Linked DNA regions of Zea mays: region 2 is linked to region 1. The links are chromatin contacts, called in public Hi-C maps. All regions are on one chromosome and are shown on one strand. The core of a region is the stretch at or near the end of the contact, and the rest is flanking DNA. Distances in the headings are between cores, read along the strand shown. Region 1 holds the start of LOC100279390. Region 2 has its middle 12 kb from the start of LOC100274602.

The links. A called contact is a pair of places that touch in the nucleus more often than the background predicts.
Region 2: a contact with region 1 is called in a Hi-C map of ear, with 1.5 times the contacts expected there. The contact joins the enhancer-like site here to the promoter of LOC100279390 in region 1. A contact is called at or near these places in 2 of 25 Hi-C or Micro-C datasets (ear and leaf).

What each region holds. Positions count from the first base shown.
Region 1 is chr3:214,494,383-214,497,393 of Zm-B73-REFERENCE-NAM-5.0, reverse strand. It overlaps LOC100279390, which reads right to left and starts at 1,395. Exons shown (of 2, transcript NM_001152403.2): 1 at 1,139-1,395; 2 at 1-996. The coding sequence starts at 605. The coding sequence ends at 219.
Region 2 is chr3:214,607,290-214,610,300 of Zm-B73-REFERENCE-NAM-5.0, reverse strand. No RefSeq gene overlaps it. Among protein-coding and RNA genes, the nearest start is that of LOC100274602, 12 kb to the left of the region's middle. Within about 2 kb of position 1,475, at least 14 of the 20 cell types and tissues checked have an H3K27ac peak or open chromatin away from gene starts, as enhancers often do. A contact at or near this core is called in ear and leaf, where this site is marked.

The DNA of each region.
Region 1 (3,011 bases), core at 146-2,645:
AAAATAATTAGGACTTTAACCATTTACGAAGATATGTATCCGATGTCGCTGGTGTGGAGCCACCCCGCGGCGTCGATGGTGCGCTCCGTCTCCTCCTTCCTCCTGTAGTGTAAGTAGCCGTGCGTCACGGCCTGGCTCTGCACGCAGATCTCCCCCGGCGTGTTCTTGGGCAGCGACCGCCCCGTGTCGAGGTCCACGAACTTCACCTCCAGGTCAGGTTAGGCAGGATGATTCCGACCGGCTTCTTCTTGGCGACCTGCACCGTCGACCCCACGTCCTCGCCGCCGCCGGCGTGTGTCAGCGTGATGCAGCTGTGCTCCGTGAGCCCGTACGTCTCCTCCACCTGCACGCCCGGGAACTTCCGCTTGAACGGCGCCACGAGGTCCGACGCGAGCGGTGCGGCGGCTGTCATGAGTCATGACGGACCTGGAGCTGAGGGGATCTCTTGTGCCGCAGCGTGGCGGAGCAGATGCCGGTGATGCGTAGATGTGGAAGAAGGGCGGCAGGCCCATCACCACCTGCCCGACGACGAACATGGAAGAGCAGAGGCTGGACAGCTTTTGTAGATATTCATGGATGGGTAAAAGAGCATAGCAATTGGGCATGGATTAAGGCTTGCTACCGGAGCTGTTTCAATCCGATTTGAACCTCATATAGACCTGAATAACGATTAAGGCTTTAAAAGATATACTTTACAAGTTTATGAACCGGAATAATATAGTCCGATAAGTTTAAGGACTGAAATTGTATTTTACTCCCTGCCGTGGGTTTGGTATATCACTGAACAACATCGGCGCTCCCCTTCCCTGGCCGGTGCCAACGTCTGAACCGACGGCTATGCCACACACACTGACACACAAACGAACGAGAACTTGTGGGCACACACACACAGCTGCATCAGTCGATGGATCTTCGGTGGCAGCTACTCGAAACGATCATCTCCGCAGTCCGCGCCCGATGGCCATTGCGAACGATCAGGCCACGAACCCGAGGAAGCTGCACGAAACAAACCAAACACCAAGCAGGAAGCCCCGCTCTGTGAGACGCCCGCGGCGCGCAAGTGTGCAGAACGGCAGATGGATCGGCATCGGCTCGGCGCTCGCGGCCGCCCGCGCACGGCAAGCACGCACGCACGCACCTGATGGGCCTGGCGACGGCGTGGCGCGGGGCGAAGAGCGCGCGGAGGAAGAGGCTGGCGCCGTGGAGGAGCACCACCACGCCGCTGCACCCCACGAGCAGGAGCTCCAGCATGCTCGATGTGATGCTGATGCCTCCGCTTGGCCGGCCTTCTTGCTCCTCCTTCCCTACCGCTCAATAACCTCGCGTCGCGTGTGGGCTTCTCTTTTTCTTCACTGGTGGGTGGGAGCGCGCGGGTCGAAGAGGTTTCTTTGAAGCAAAACCTCTTTTCCTATTTTCCTTCGCTTTCAATCTCACTGCCTGATTGATGGTCATGCTATCGCTTTCGTCAGACAATTAGTGGTTTTATTCCGTTGTGTATGGACGCTGGAGTTTGGACGGAGCCGGCGCCGGCGCCGTGTATAGTAGTAGTATATATGTTCCAACAAACAAACAAACAAAGAGGGTATTAGACCGGGACGGTCCGATCGATCCTGTTCATTCATCGGCTCATTTCCAGCCCGGTTTTTATAAAAAGGAGCGTATTAGACTATTGTTCTCTTGACAATCTCGTATCCTTGGAGTTGGAGCTACCATACAAGCTAAATAGATTCAGTGCTCAATCTAATCGAAATTAGAATAGAGTTATCTAGATTAGTGTTCCAATTGTTGTTGAACTACAGGGGCTAGTTTGGTGGCAAGGGATTTCCCCTCTCAACCTTTTTGCCACCAAGCTAGTTCTAATAGGTTTATAATAACTGCCACATGAATAATACAGTGCGGTAACATTTACTTGAGACTCCTAACATGATAAGCTAAGGGTTATAACCTCCATGCTGCATACAAATGAATTGCACCCACACATAACACACCATCAAAACCAATAGTTTAGATCGCTGAATATCCCTCCTCTCTGTCTCACTCACTCAAATCCAAGGGCTAATATTATTTGTATCGTTCTTTCTCCCTCATCCCTCACTCACGCCTCCTCCCTCCCCTCGAGATCCCACCGCCTCCTCCCCCTCCTCCTCACTTGTAAAGGTTATGTAAAACCATCAGCTACCTGATCTTTGGATGATACTAACTCGATTTCTAGCATCCGCCCTACAACGTGTTCTTGTACAAAGTGATAATCCACTTCTATAGGTTATGTATGTGCGTGAAAGACTAGATTGATTAAAAGATATTTTGCTCCTATATTATCACATCACATCTTGGTTGCTCTTAGACTGTGAATCTTGAGTTCTCTGAGAAGAATTTGAACCCACATGACCTTTGTCTTTGCATTGACGATAGCTTTATATTTTGCTTCTATACTGGATCATCAAGTGGTCCCTTGTTTTGTGCACTCTAGGAACCTATAAACATAGTGGCTTGCTGAGAGCACCTTGAGAGGGGGTGAATATGTGATCCTGTAAAAAACAACTCAACAAAAACAAACTTGGTCTAAAATGGATTAGTGAGACCAAAAACCAAGTTCGAATGAAGAGTGTGTGAGGAGAGGACTTCTTCACTTAATTGCTCTCACAAGGTGAGTATTAAACATAGAGCAATATTGTAAGTGAAGTGAAATGCTAGAAAGAATAGAATCGCAGTAAAGTAGACAACTGACACGACAATTTTTATCTCGTGGTTCGATCAAGCGTAAAATGTTTGTCTACTCCACGTTGTGGTGTCCCAATGGACGAGGGTTGAACTCAACCTCTCTCAAGTGATCCTATGATCAAACTTGAGTACCACGGTTCTCTTTCTCATCTCAAGTTTTTTTTCGTTGTGAGGAATCTCCACACTTTGGAGTCTCTCACTCCTTACACAGTTGATCTCAAATAAACCACAAGAGTAAGGGGTAGTAGAGACACATACAAGAGACAAAATCACAACAACACACGCACACA
Region 2 (3,011 bases), core at 226-2,725, 110 kb before region 1:
TTTTAATTTAGCTAACCGTTTATAAAAAGAAAAAGGCTAATGCTATAGCTCAAGGGCGGATTTAGGTGGTTTTATCGGGGTCAGTTAAGCTCAATAAAATTTATGAATCCTTTAATAAAACAATATTAAATTTAAAAAAATATTATACCATATAGAGAAGTTAATTTCAATGCCCCAGTATTTTTTAAGCTAGATTCGTCACTGCTTTAGCTCAATAGTAATGACTGTATACTAGATCAATATGGTAGGTAAGGAGTGACGGTGATTGATAACGCGACCAGCAGTACAGTCGTCAGTCGATAAGGTACAAACATGCCGGCCGGTTTTATGATTGTCTGCATTGTTCCTGCCATTTACATCGGAGCCGGATAATGCTCTCTGTCAGGCTGGCGCGATTTTGTTGGAAGCCGGTGTGCTCTCTGCCAAAACTTCAGCCGTGGAGCGTTGACGCTGGAAAAGGGCTGCGTTTGGTTTGCTGCTACTATTCGGCTTGCATGCATGCTCCATCCAGTGCCGCCAACTCGGCAGTTCATTTTCGTTTCATCTCTGCGGCCGAATCGGAGCGCGCGCGGGGGCTGAATTTTAGCCGGCCGGCCAGTTTGGCAAGGCGTCCGCGGGCTGAATCCAAACGCGCCTGCGTCATTGCCTCGTTCCCTTCTTGGTAATCTCAGCCAGGCGCCAGCCTTGTCACCTTATGCCTGCCATGTAGGTCGTTGTGTCCTCAGCAGCAGCCAAAAGATGGGGGCGGGTGCGCCGGCCGGATGGTGGCGGAGGCGGAGCAACAGTGGTGTTGGTGTAGAGCCGGCAAGGATGGATGTTGCCGGTGGAGCTAGCTCGCTCGCTATTGAGCCATCCGCGCCGTTGTGTGTTTCTTTTCTACATACTGGTTGTTTGCAATCAGAAAACCCTCAGAAACTGTTAGTTCGGGTGATAAGCATCCGTCCCCTCAGGTGACTGAAATTTGTTTTTCTTCAGTCGATGCCGTGATTGCTGCTGGCTGCTGCCATCCATCCATCCATCCATCCATCTGGGATTCTAAGTCTGGTTCGTTTTGCTCTTAATCCATTTGGATTGAGTGAGATTGAGTGGGTTTCAAATCCCAAATAAATCAAAATCTATAATAATTTTTTCCAATCTCATCCAATTCACATAGTACAAGAATAATCGAACTAAGGTCTTTGTGGTCTGTGAATGTCTTCCTCCTGGATTCGCTTTGTTGCCTGTCCTCACCGTTGGGTTTGCTACTCTGCTTCTGCTATCATCGCCTCTACCGCGCTAGCTCTAGCTGTCCCACCCATGGTCAAAGTCTCAAAGATAAAATACTGACCGAAGAAAACTGGAACCACTTGTCGGTCGTCACCAGGTGCCTTTGGATTTTCGAAACGTGTGTCTTGTTTCGTGGAGACTGGAGATGGATAGCGGTGATTATGCAGGTCCAAACGGATGGGACGGGTCCAGCATGGGCCCACCTTCGGCTAGCACGTTTTGGCCCGTTAGGCACGGATATAGCCACGTCGTGCCGGCCGGTCCGCAGCCCGTTAAGACCCATCGTGTTTTGACCAAAGTGGGAAGGAGAATAACAAAAAAAAAATTATACATGTCCAAACGGGTGTCTTTTCGTGGAGACGGGAGGTGGATAGCGGTGACTATACTTATCCAAATGGGTGAGCTGAGCCCGGCACGGGTCCACCTTCGGTCGGCAAGGGCTCGCCGTGCTTTAACTGGAGTGGGAAGAAAAATAAGTAAAAAAACTAAAAACAAGCTTTGAAAGGATTTGAACTCTGGTTGGAGGCTTTAAATTGCCTAGCCACACCATTCTAGCCCACTAAACTAAATTTATTTTATAAGTAAACTATTAAAGTTTCTTTTAATATTTATAAAAAATGCGCTGAAAAATTACAAAAATTAATCACGATCGTGCTGTGTTTGTGACGGGCTAAAAGCGTGGTGTGCCATGTACCGTCCGACAGGCACGGACTATTTAGACATGTAGAGCAATTGCGCACTCTCAGCCTGTCAACAGTTGAGTCCCAGCCCATGCTGAGCATGTCATTTTTTTTCCCGACGACTTCAGTCGCGCATCTTCGTTGTGAAGTGGAGCATTATCGATTAAACTCTGCAAAAGTTAACCCGCCCGGTCGTGCACAAACTGACGTTTTACTGAACTTGTTTGTAACTGAGGTCTTGGTCTCCCGACGCAGGAAGCAGGAGGTTCTATCCATTGCATGATACGATCTGTATCCACCAAGTCGGTCGATGACTATTGACTCGTCGCGCGCGAACCTTGGTATTGTCTCCCTCCCGCCCCGCCTTCTAAAAACGACCGCATCAATTCTAGATAATTAGATTTTTGCCACTCACAATGTTGTCTTCCTGTTATAATTACCACTGTGTCTATAAATTATGGGTCCAGCTGGATATATGAAATGTGGGCCTGATGACAATTTTACAAACCTGTTTCTTGCTCATGGCAAATATCAAAATCTCTCCATCAATTCAACGCTGCTCGCTAAAAACCGGCACACGCGCAGCATTTCTAAGAGCACACCGTCTTGCTGCCTCTGCTTGCCAGCAATGGCGCGGCCTCAGAGGACCGACGCCTCCTCCGCCCATCAATTCCTTCTCCTCTCCCTCCTCCGTCTCCTGCTGCTGCTTCCGTCCGCCAAGGCCGCGTCCTTCTCCACGCTCTGCGGCTCCGCTCCCCCGCGCGACCTCCCCATCGCCAAGCACTCGCGCTCTGACCTTCCATCACCGCCGGCCCACGGCGCCTACCGGTCTCTCCCTTCGATCACCGCCGGCCACTTCTCCGGCGGCCGCGACCTCCGCTTCGCCCGCGACCGTCCCTACACCCGCGCTCTGACCTTCTACCCGCGCGGCGGCTCGGCCAGGGCCACCTCCGACCCCGCCGCTACCCACCTCTCCGCCACGCTCACCCTCGCGGGGACCCGCGACCGCGACCGCGACGGCGCCCGCCCCCACTCCGTGTCTTTCGACCTCGACGGCTACTACTA